Linked DNA regions of Canis lupus: region 2 is linked to region 1. Evidence: chromatin contacts called from public Hi-C data. All regions are on one chromosome and are shown on one strand. Each heading gives the region's core, a stretch centred on a gene start, on an enhancer-like site or on the middle of the called end of the contact. The rest is flanking DNA. Distances are from core to core; before and after follow the strand shown.

What was found. A called contact is a pair of places that touch in the nucleus more often than the background predicts.
Region 2: a Hi-C map of amygdala shows a contact between it and region 1, with 2.8 times the contacts expected there. The contact joins the promoter of ZFYVE27 here to the enhancer-like site in region 1. A contact is called at or near these places in 5 of 9 Hi-C or Micro-C datasets (amygdala, blood, liver and 1 more).

The regions. Positions count from the first base shown.
Region 1 is chr28:11,111,575-11,117,514 of UU_Cfam_GSD_1.0, forward strand. All of the region lies in intron 1 of AVPI1 (arginine vasopressin-induced protein 1), which reads right to left. Among named protein-coding and RNA genes, the nearest start is that of MARVELD1, 19 kb to the right of the region's middle. Within about 2 kb of position 1,362, at least 2 of the 20 cell types and tissues checked have an H3K27ac peak or open chromatin away from gene starts, as enhancers often do.
Region 2 is chr28:11,149,892-11,156,136 of UU_Cfam_GSD_1.0, forward strand. ZFYVE27 (protrudin) reads left to right here and starts at 3,294. Exons shown (of 12, transcript XM_038578459.1): 1 at 3,294-3,475; 2 at 4,842-5,039. The coding sequence starts at 4,843.

The sequences.
Region 1 (5,940 bases), core at 112-2,611:
TGGTTTATTCCCACCATACAAATGAAGAAGTGTAACTTGGTTGAAATGACCCTTTGCAGTCACAAAGCCTTGCATAAGCAGAGAGCTGGGAGCAGAACCCAGGTCTGTGGCTGTAAAGCCCAGGCCGACCCGGGATACCTACGTCCTGAGGACAGTTCTGACAGCAGCCACGGAACTGTGTTGAGCCTTTAAATGTATTGGGCATGGCTCTGAGAGTTGTAATCACACAACCACCTCATTGAAACGTGATAACAGCAACCCTATGGGTAGATACTGTATCCTCATTTCACTAATGAAACTTTAGAATGGAAGCCAGGTCTCTCTAAGGCTCTGTAGCACAGAGGTGAGAAGGGTTTTGGGGTTGGAATATGTAGGTTGGAATCCCACTTCTGGCCACCTCCATCCCTGAATGGCTCACTTGCTTCCTGTGTGAATGTGTGAGCTGCACCAATTCCTACTTCACAGGGCCACAGTGGGGACTTAGGACAGTGTTAGGAACGGTGCCCCCCCCCCCCCCAAAAAAAAGAACGGTGCCCAACGTTCTATTCTGCTTTTCCAGCTGGAAAACAGAATGGTCATCCTACCTATTTTCAAGACCCTAGAGACACACCAAGTCCATATGGTTCAGTAAGCACAGTATGAAACAGACTAATCAGATCTAACTGCAGACCAAAAGGCCATGGAGAGGAACATAGGGGCAAAGAGGTGGCTACAGGGTTAGAATATACAACCACGGGCAGAGGTTGGGATCTAGAAGAGTTCAATAAAAGGAAGGCTCATGTCAATGCCCTCCCTCCATAGGAAATGAGAATTAAATGATCTTCCTCAGTTCTAGAGAGTTCAGTTTGAGTAACAAAGACATTTGAGGCTCACTCCCCCCATCCTTGTCTCCAGTACAGCCTGAAAAAGCTATGAGATTGGAAAGCAGACCAAAGACCTTGGCATTACACAGAACTGGGCTTGAATCACATTCCTGCCACCTTCTTAACTGTAACCCTAGGCAAGTTACTCAACATCTCTGAGCCTCTGCTTAGCTGTAAAGTAGGGCTCATAACCACTTGTCAGGATTGCTGTAAGGACTGCGTGAATCCAAAAAAAAAAAAAAAAAAAGGACTGAGTCCAGTGTGGTATCAGGTACCAGATAAGAGCCAAATAAATGCAAATGCCACCACACCCTCTGTTCTCACCCCCACACCCTGTCCCTTTTGGCTTCCTTGACTTTTGTAATTGGATCAGGGGTATGACAGGATCTCTTTTCCTCTGTTCTGGCCTAAACCAGCTGAGGATTTGCCTGTGCTCCTTTCACCCTTCAGCCCCAGGCCTAGTGGGGAAGGCCTGGCTGCTACACCAGACCTCCTCTCATCCACGGTGAGCTACAGAGATATCGGTCAACCAGAAACCAGCTTAAAAAGGGAGTAAAAATTAAAATACATTTCAATACAAAATGTCTATGCTCCTTGTAACAAACTCAAACAGAATGGACATCACATAAAGCATTCCCAGCTTCACGGCCCTTAACACTCACCTGCCTTTGTTTTCCTGAGACTTTGAGACCTCTCTCCAACTCTGATCAGACTCCTCAAATGTAACTGGCCCTCCCTCAATAACCAACCTCCTTATTCCAGTAATTTCCAAACTCACCCTGTCCCAGTGCCTAGGCCTCCTATCATAAGAACCCCACTTTCTTCAAAAGGTTTAATAACTAAAACCTCCACAAGAGGGCATCCCGGGTGGCTCAGTGGTTTAGCACCGCCTTCAGCCCAGGGCATGATCCTGGAGACTCCAATGGAGTCCCACGTAGGGCTCCCTATAGGGAGCCTGCTTCTCCCTCTGCCTATGTCTCTGCTTCTCTCTGTGTCTCTCATAAATAAATAAAATCTTAAAAAAAAAAAAAAAACTGCACAAGACTCAGATAAATTAACTCCACAAAAATTGTGTTTTTTATCTGGAAATGGGAATTTTTCAATCTACATCTCCTTAAGCACTATTTTGAAATCCAGTTAAAAACCTGGTATGTGTGGTAATCAAATCCCCTGAATTGGATGATAAAAAGTGACCAAAAAACAATAGTCACCAGGTAACACTTTCAGGCTGATGTTAAAAAACTAACTCTGGGTCATTTACTGGTGATAGGACAATATGCATGATATTTCATCCTCCAAATAGTTCTAGGAATCAAACACTGTTACCTTCCTCCCAGCTCAGAGAGGAGCAAAGAAAGCCAAGACACAGATTCAATGCCAGAGGCTCAGCCAAGGCCAGGACCTGGTGTAAGGGGCTGCAGCTGTGTTTGAATACCTCGGCTGCCTTCACAGCCAAGCAGCACCGAGCAAACTGAAGCCCATCATTTCTGTGGGGGAGAGGGCTCTGTTCTCACCTAATTCATAAAAGGGGAAACCTGCCACTTGGAAAGGGAACAATGACGAGCCCACACACAAGGTAGGGGCGGGGTTGTAGAGTTTACCTTTTCTTGAGTGTCAGAGCTGTTGACTGTGATCTGCTGTTGTAGCCTTGAACCCGCAGCACTCAGAGTTAGATTCCCAGCTCCCACAAAACAAATCTGGAACCACAGCTCAGCCCAGCCCAGTGCACACAGTACCAGCTCCTGAGTCAGAGGACTCTGAGCCCTTGTGCCACTCGCTGGCTGAGGAGCCTCCAGTACTTCACATCACCTCTGTGGGCCTCTGTTTCCCTCATACACCAGGAAGAAGGAACAGCTTCGTGCTTTTGGTCTCAGGGCGTGTGTAGTCAATGGTTCTATGACGAGGCTAGGTCTGTACAGAAGCAGTGACTGGATTTGCTCGTCTGATGAGGCCTTAATGCAACGTGTATGGACAGGTCTGGCTAATTAGGTGCCAGGAAATTCCCCAACCAGTAGTTCCTCCTTTTCTGCTCTCCTCAACCTTCCCTAGAGATAAGACACTGTTTTTGCTGCTGTGGGACTTGGGGTTAGGGACTGGGAGAAGACAGAGAACTCACTGCTCTAAAGCACTCCAGTGACCTACGCTGGCTGTGGCCAAGCCTGGGGCAGCCTCCTAGGCTGGTCTGGGTGGCGGGAGAAGAGGCCATGTTGGGCTTCTCTCAGATTCAGGCAATCTTACCCTCCCTTCAGAGAGAATGGCAACAGGATTAAGTAGCAGCAGCTGCCTCAGGGATGACTTGGAGCCCAACTTCCCAGATATTCACAGCCACCAGTGTGTGCTATGAAGCCCTACAAGGCCCCACCTCCAGCCTCCAGCATCCCAGTTACAGCAAGTTACAAACACACCAACAAACCATCTGGGTGAGTCTAAGCCTCCAGCTTCAAACATACCCTCCATGCATTTTGGGGTGGGGTGCCTTGGCACCTCTAGATTTTGAGGATCTTCACTCTTGGCTCTGCCTGCCCCTGGGAGTCAGCCAGCAGTAAGAGAATAAAAATCAATATGAGATTTCACATAGGATTAAACTTTGGGAAAATGAATTAGAACACTTTTATTAAAAAAAAAAAAAACACTTTTATTATCAGAATAAACTTTTTAAAAGATTTTATTATGTTTATTTCTAAAGATTTTATTTATTCATGAGAGAGACAGAGAGAGAGAGGCAGAGACACAGGCAGAGGGAGAAGCAGGGAGCCCGACGTGGGACTTGATCCTGGGTCTCCAGGATCACGCCCCAGGCTGAAAGCAGTGCTAAACCGCTGAGCCACCTGGGCTGCCCTAAGATTTTATTTTTAAGTAATCTCTACACCCAATGTAGAGCTTGAATTTACAACCTGAGATCAAGAGTGGCTCACTCTACCAACTAAGCCAGCCAGGCTCCCCAGAAGAAATATCTCATCTTATTCAATGTGTTATTTCCCCCCTAATTTCTTGGACAGGACCTGAATTCATGGGAAGTCAGTGTATACTTGAACAATGGTACTTTTTTGAAATGGAAAATGACACCATAGAGATATTAAAAGATTACAAGTGGATCTTTCATCCCAGAGCTGACGTGAAAGAATATAAACATGGGTCTGTGAACAAATGAGTAAAAACTCATTGCAAAATACTTCAGCATGACACAAAGTAGCTTAAAAATGAACCCCCAAAGTAAATACCAAATGTGGAAAAGGACAAAGTTCAACTTGTTTTGAAATAGGCAATAAATGAATTATAGAGCTCTAACAAAGAAATATATTTAAAAAGTGACTCACCATGCAATGAATTTGTAATACATAAATATAGCGCACAATTGAGCACCCTTTGTAGTCTATGAAGCTCAGTTTAGACAGCTAGCTATTCTGACCATGGTCTCAGAGAGGCACAGGTAACCAACTACCAGAGGCAGAACACACTTGCACGAGCTGCCAGCAACTGCTTCCACACTCAGCTCACCTCCTTCAGATAACCCTGGTGATGGTAATAATCTGTAATCGGAGGCAAAGGGCCTTTGGAAAAAGAACTGGAGGCTCTGGCCCAAGGCCCAGATCAACACTTGTGGCCCTGGCCTGCCTCCCCTGTCGCTGGACAGCAGCCAAAATCTGTGGTTCCTCCACTGGGAGGCGGAGTCAACAAGGCCGTGTGAGCTCCCAGGCCCTTAAGGCCTACCCTACCCCGAGAAGAAACTGAGAGAACTGCATACATGTCAGTCTGCAGATCTAATGTGGAAGTGGACAAAAGGGCCCTACTCCTAGACCAATTCTCAGACACGACTGGAAAATAAACTAAGTGTAGAAATAACCCTCTTCAAGAGTTCAAGAACCCTGAATTCTGGCCGTGCCACTGAAAACTGGGTGACATTGACAAGCCTGTTTCCCCTGCCTCATTTTGCCCATCATCAAATGAGTGAGAATAAATAACCCTTAAAGGAATAAGGGTTATTCCCTTATTCCAGTACATTGCTGTACTGGTGAAAGCATCCATTCCAGTACATTGCATCATGAATGAGTGATGTAAGGGAAAGGCAATTTAACAGCCAGGCAGTATAGAATCATTGTCATTTTCATGAAACTCCCTCAAAAGGGGCCTTCACTTGGGAAAAGATGGCAAAGGGGAATGGATCCATCTGTAGACCTTTAAATCACAGCTGCCAGTGAGGCAGCTTGCTCCATGTCAGACACAGAACATCACTTTCAAATAGGTGATCTTTTTAACTCACCCCTATGAGGAAGCACTATAACTAAAAAGGTTATACCCATTTTACAGATGAGAAAACTGAGCTCAGAAAGGTTAAGTGACTTGCCCAAAGTCAAACAGGAGGTGGGTGGTGAGGCTGGGATATACCCAGGTAGTATGATCTCAGCGCCCAGCCTCTCAACCACTGCTATTTTTGTTCCTGCCAGATGGTTGTCGAGGTCTTCAGGGGAAGGAACGACCCGGAGGCTCAGAAACCTCTCGGAGCCTGCTATCTGCTTCTGCGGGCTTCGGAAGGCGCAGGGATCGAAAGGCAAGTCTCCCAAGCCTGCCTCGGCGCCCTCAGCACTCCACGGCCCGCAGGGAGTTAGAGCGATTACTCACCGCGCCGAAAGGCAGCGCCGACAGACCTCAAATCGGGATGGGGCAAGCTAAGAGGCGCCCACCCCAACCCTTCGCGGCTTTGGCAAGGGCGGGCGCTTCCTGATGCGAAGGCGCTCACGAGGTCCAGGCGGCGCTCACCCACGGGTCGAGAGCTTGGGAGGGGATCTCCTGGCCCAGGCTGCAGGGCCACATCCCCAGCACAGGTCAGCCCCCGGGGCTCAGACGTGGCCGCTTCGCACAATGCCGGGCCCTAAGCGGACTCCGGGTTCGGGTCCCAGCGGCACCGGGTCTGACGGCCCGCCCGCCCGCTCCCACCGCAGCGCGAGCCGGGCCTCGGAGCTACGTACCTGGCTGCCCGAGGCGGGCCACCTGGGTCACAGCCGCGACTCGGGGAGAGAGCGCTCCCCGGCCGGGGAGGAGCCAATCCTCGGCGGAGCCTCGGCGAGAGCTCGGGGGC
Region 2 (6,245 bases), core at 2,044-4,543, 40 kb after region 1:
CCTGTGTCTCTGCCTCTCTCTCTCTCTCTGTGACTATCATAAATAAATAAAAATTAAAAAAAATAAAAAAAAATAAAAAAAAAGAATGCCAGCATCCATTTATCTGTTGTGTGAGATAGCCACTGTGGACGCCAGTCCTCCAGCCGCACCAAGCTTTCAGATGAAGGCAGCCATGGCCAGCCTCTGACTGCAATCTCATTAAAGTTGGAGCCAAAATCACCCACGAAGCCCCTCTCCATTTCCTGACCAAAATTACCCAAAAGCCAAAACCAATGTGAGAAAATATAAACTTATTATTGTTTTAATCCAGTCAGTTTTGAAATAATTCGTTATACAGAAAGAAATAATGAATACAGCTCAAAGTGTCACAAAGTCTGGTATGTGGTGGAAATGGTGGCAGGAGAAACCACAGAAAACTCCCAAATTTAAAGGGAACTACGAAACCTCAGTTTGTGCAAGAGTGGGTCAGGGAGCCATCTGGTGGAGGTAGGTGTGCTTAGACATTCTTTTCTCTTCCCACTCCTATTTTCCAGCTCTTCTATCCAGCATTTCCCACTAGTATTTCTCCAAGGTCCAATCATGTGGGCCATACACACCTTCGCTTAGAGGTGCAAAGACTAACCTCTGGAAAACGTCAAGTGATTAGTTATCCTTTTTTACTATTTTCTTTCTTTCTTTTTCTTTTTTTTTTTTTTTAAGCTTTTTATTCATGAGTGACACACAGAGAGAGAGGCAATGACATAGGCGGAGGGAGAAGCAGACTCCTTGCTGGGATCCTGATGTGGGACTCAATCCGGGGACTCTAGGATCACAACCTGAGCCAAAGGCACATGCTCAACCATTGAGCCACCCAGGCGCCCCAATTTGTGAATTTTAAATAGCTCTTTTTATAATTAAGACCAGGAATCTTTTTTCCCTCTCTCTTGTTTAGAAAATTCACACTTATGAGTTTTTCATAAAATCCTAACACTCTGTCCTTTGAGGCCTGAATTTCAGGCAGATTAGTGAGGGCGGTCATTTCAACTGGGAGACTTCTATCCTTTTATAGTCCTACTGTGTAGGTGTAGAAAGATAGGGGCCATGACTGAGGGAAGTCTGGCTGCAGACATTGTTTAAAGATGTTCTGGAGCCAAGATAATCGAGAGTGGAGCATCAGAAATATCGTGGCTTGTAAAAGGGCAGAAAAAAGGATCAAATAAAGAGATACTGGACTCTAGAGTTTTGTTGTCCTAGTCATAACCAGTAGCTGTATTTAGCTATTTACATTTACAAATCCCATAAAGGGGCACATGAGTGGTTTGACTGGTTGGACAGCTGACTCTTGGTTTCGGCTCAGGTCATGATCTTGGGGTCAAGGAATCAAGCCCCACCTCAGGCTTGGCACTCAGCAGGGAGTCAGCTTGGGTTCTCCCTCTCCCTCAGCCCCTCCAGCTCGTTCTCTATCACTTTCTCTCTTTCTCTGTCTCAAAATAAAATCTTAAGTTTCCATAAAATAAAATTAAACACTTATTTCCTAGTTGCGATAGATGCCTTGTAATTGCTCTGTAGCCACATGTGCCTACTGGTACTCTATCAGACAGCCCAGATAATAGACCATTTCTTTCCATTGTCCGTGAAGTCCACCTGGACCATGGTGCTCTAGAGGGAGCAACAGTGGAAATAAGGTCAGTCTCAGTTAAAAGGAGTATGATAAGAAGGAATAGAAGAAATAGGGAAACGGGAAGAATGGTATATACAAATAGTCTCCAGAACACCTTGGTCTTTGGTTCCTGAGGACCTCCTTTTTGCCTGCACTCCCCCTGTAGGTGATCTCCTCCAGGCCCATTTTGTTTTTTCAATAAAGTATTAGAGTTTTAGGTTTACAAAAAAAAAATTGCCAAGAAATACAGAGTTCCCACATCCTAGCACCACCTGCCCTTGCACATGGTTTGCTTATCAACCTCTTCAACGGTATACTTGCCACACTGACATTCTTTTCTCTTCCCACTCCTATTTTCCAGCTTCTTCTACTCAGCATTCCCCACTAGTATTTCTCCAAGGTCCAATCATGTGGGCCATACACACCTTCGCTTAGAGATGCAGACTAACCACTGCAAAACGTCAAGTTATTAGTTATCCACTTTTACTATTTTGTTTCCTTTTTTCTTTTTTTTTTAAGATTTTTACTTATTTATTCATGAGTGACACACAGAGAGAGAGAGAGGCAGAGACATAGGCAGAGGGAGAAGCAGGCTCCCTGAAGGGATCCCAATGTGGGACTCCATCCTGGGGCCCTGGGACCGTCCTCTGAGCAGAAGGCGATGCTCAACTGCTGAGCCACCCAAGCACCCCACTGCTATTTTATATTCTCTTTCAGTCTCTTTCACTTAGCAGTGGCACTAGGACTTGAGGCAAAGTATGAAGACAAAATGCTGGAGAAGGGAAAGAAAGAACTGAGCAAACTTCATTATACAAAATTCAAAGTTAGACCCCCCAAAAGCAGAGTCTAGCTGACCAGTGTCTAATTATCAGGAGAAGCCATCGTTCATTGATATTGGTCGTGGCTGTTCCTTTCTGGTCTTTAGAGCCTTCTTGTATCCTCGTATCCCCTCCTTGTATCTCCCTCTATCGCACCCCCCCCCCCAAAAAAATGTCTAGTTCTTGAATAATATCTCTCAACGCAGATCTGCTGGAAGAGAGCACCAATTATACTACCGGACAGCCACTGGCCCACCCAGTGAGGAATTGCAAAGAAACTAAAATTCATCTTTGGAGTAAGTTATTGATTTACAACTACTTGTGAAATTTCAGGTGGTTAGGATATTAAAGAAATAAAAAACCATCTTTCTATACTTCTAGACTCATCCAAAGGAGGAGAGGCAGAACGCGGCAGACAAGCCTGGCCCAGCCACGGAGCCAGGTCCATTCCCCTGAGAAGGAGGAGGATTTCGGGCTGCTGCTTAGTGGTGCGCGTGGGGATGCGGCTCTGTCTGCCCTGCAGCTGTTTGGAGGGGGGAGAACTTCCCGCTGGGGCACAGAAGGGCTACAGACATCTGACTCCCGCTTGGACCAACCGGTTGGATTTGGACCAAGGCGGCGAGACGAACAGTCGTAAAGCTCGTGCTCCCGGGGCTGCGCGGCGACTCCGCGAACCGCGGCCCCCCGGGACCCACCGAATCCGGGCGGGGCCGAGCGAGGAGACGCACAGGCGCAGTGCGGCCGGAGGCGCTCACCTGTGCCGGGGTGGGCGGGGCTAAACGCGGGCGCGGGAGGCGGGGCGGCGTGGTGACGTCATGAGCACGCCGCCGCAGAGCAATTCGCGTCCCGGAAGCGTTGGCGGCGGCGGAGGCTCTTGGATTTGCGGCTCCAGAGAGGCCCCTGGAAGCGGCGCGTCCTCGGGGTGGGGCGGGCCTGAGGCAACGCTCGCGGGCCTGGTGGCCCTTCAGTGCTCCGTGGCCGTCCCCGCCCCTCCCCCGCCCCCCCAGCGACCGGGCAGGTGAGGCGCTACCCGTCCTTATCTCCAGGCCTCCGCCAGCCGTGCGGACTTGGGCGCCTGGACGCCGCGGGGGTCACCACCTGCTGGCCCAGCCGCTTGGGGCGTGGCCTTCCGTGCGGGCTGCGGGCCCCGGGCGGGCTCGGTGGGCTGCGGAGGGGACGGTCTGGGCCTCTGCCGGCGCTGCCCAGCCCCGCGCCCTCTCGGGGTCCTTTAGTCCGAGCTCCGCCTGCGGGTATTGCGGGCTCCCAGTGGCCACTTGGTCACATCCCCACCCCCAGCCCCCGGCAGGCCGCCGTCCATTGCGAGGAACTGGCTCGTGTGCTGTGCGCCAAGGTTCCCGCGTGCCGCCCCCTCCTTTTCTTTTTCAGAGTTTGGAGTAGGACTTTTTATTAGGGAAGAGGGTGAGGGTGCCCCTCCTCGGAGACGGGCTTTATGGAAGGAAGTGACTGCCCCGTGGGGTTGAAGGAAAAAGGGAGATAATGAGCAGGAATGATCCGGGAAGTGGTTGAGAGTAGAAAGGAGAAAGAAGCCGCAGATGTGGCGGCCAGGAGAAAGCTTGGGAGCCCTAGAGGATGGACAGTGCGTTCGCTCATTAGTGAGCATTCATTAACCGTCCACTGAGTGCACAAGCATGGTAAATGGAAGACGTGGTTTTTGACCTGTCAAGAAGCGCAGACCGGCAAGAAAGCAGGGAGTTTTAGTTTGGTGTGATAAATGTTTTAGGGCAAGTACCTGATCCATTGGGATTATTAGAGATGGTCTCCCATTCCAGACTGGGGGCCTTGGCAAAACAGATCTCTCAGATCAAGGGAGCAGTGTTTCAGCCCATACCTGAAGGATGAGTAGGAGTTAACCAGGTGAAGAGTGGGTGAAAAATATACCAGGTCATCATTTCTTTTTAGACATCATGCTGCCTCTTCGCAGCAACCATGTGTGCTTGGTCTTTATGGTTTTTACTCTTGATGGATCTGTGGGGAAAAGAACATTAGATGAAGAGTCATATGAGAAGGATTTTATTTTATTTTTTAAAAGATTTTTATTTTATTTTTATCCGTGAGAGATAGAGAGAGGCAGGGACCTAGGGAGAGGGAGAAGCAGGCTCCATCCCAGGACCCTCGGGATCACAACCTGAGCCAAAGGCAGACTCTCACCAGTGAGCCACTTAGGGGCCCCGAAGAGCAGGATTTTATATCTGGGCAATTCACTATTCCCTGCTGAATGTGTTTCCTTTCTGTGAAATGGGTATTCCATCTGTAACCCTTCCTACCTCTCAGGTTTATCATAGGCATCACGTAAAATAACGTAAGTAGAAGTGTTTTGGGGATTGTAAGGGCAATGCAAATATCGGGAATTATTATGATTGCAGGATGCAGACGTCAGAGCGTGAGGGGAGTGGGCCAGAGGTGAGCCCCAGCGTGATCCCTGAGGCTCCCCTGGAAACTCCACCTGCCCCTACCAAGTCCCCGGCATTTGATCTTTTCAACTTGGTTCTATCCTACAAGAGGCTGGAGATCTATCTGGAACCCCTGAAGGATGCAGGTGACGGTGTTCGGTACTTGCTCAGGTAACAGACTTTGTAGAGTTGCTCTGATTGTCTTGGCCTTCTGCTTTCCTGCTCCATAGTTGTGCTGGTCGTTTAGGTGGTTGCTGGGTTGTCCCTTCTGCCCTAGTGAGGAGTGGTTCTGGGAGGTCTGTTGGTTCCCTGGGCTTATTCTGGGCCTGCCCCAGGAGAGGCAGGCCCTAGGAACCATGTGGTCTTTCTGCAGTTTATTTTCTGGGCTTTAGTAAACTCATTCCTTAGGACTGCTAACTAGCTCTGAACATTGGGCTTTCTAAATCTTGAAGGAGATTTTTTTCCTCTTTTCTCTCAATATTAGCATAATTAATGTTAAAATTAGGATGTAATTTTGAACATCAGTTAAATAAAAATACCTGTGAATAAGGAGGTACCCTTTTCACCAATCTTTTAGGATTATGGAGCTCAAAATTTTTTGTTCTTATTTTGCTTTGAGTTTTCTTATTTTTGTTTTGTTCTTGATTTGCTTTGATGAAATCAAATAATTTATAAAAGAAATCTCTAGTTTCTTTTTTCCCTTTTCTGCTCACTGTATTTATCTTAAAGACTTTTATTTATTTATTTATTTTTTTAATTTTTATTTATTTATGATAGTCAGAGAGAGAGAGAGAGAGAGAGAGGCAGAGACACAGGCAGAGGGAGAAGCAGGCTCCATGCACCGGGAGCCCGACGTGGGATTCGATCCCGGGTCTCCAGGATCGCGCCCTGGGCCAAAGGCAGGCGCTAAACCACTGCGCCACCCAGGGATCCCTCTTAAAGACTTTTAATTACAGATATATGCCATTCCACTCCCTAAATACTGCAGTTTATTTCTAAATAACAAAGGCATCCTTTTTAATGAGAAAAAGCAACATCACGTCTAACAAAGTTAACAGTAATTCCTTTATGTCATCTTATACCCAGTTCACATTCAGATTTCCTCAGTTGTCCCAAGAATGCTCTGTTTTGGCCAAATCAGAGTCCAAACCAGGACCACATTCTTATGTGGTTATTATGTCCTCTAAGTCTTTTTCAATCTAAAATGGTTTCTTTTTTATGGTACTGACTTGCTGGAGACTGAGCTGATGGTCCTGGAGGATTTCCTAGTTAGATTTGTCTGGTTGCTTCCTCATGATGCAAAATGGAATTTAGATTTAAAGATTGGATCATATTCAAGTGAAACCCCCCCACAAAGGTCATATGACAAAGGTCATA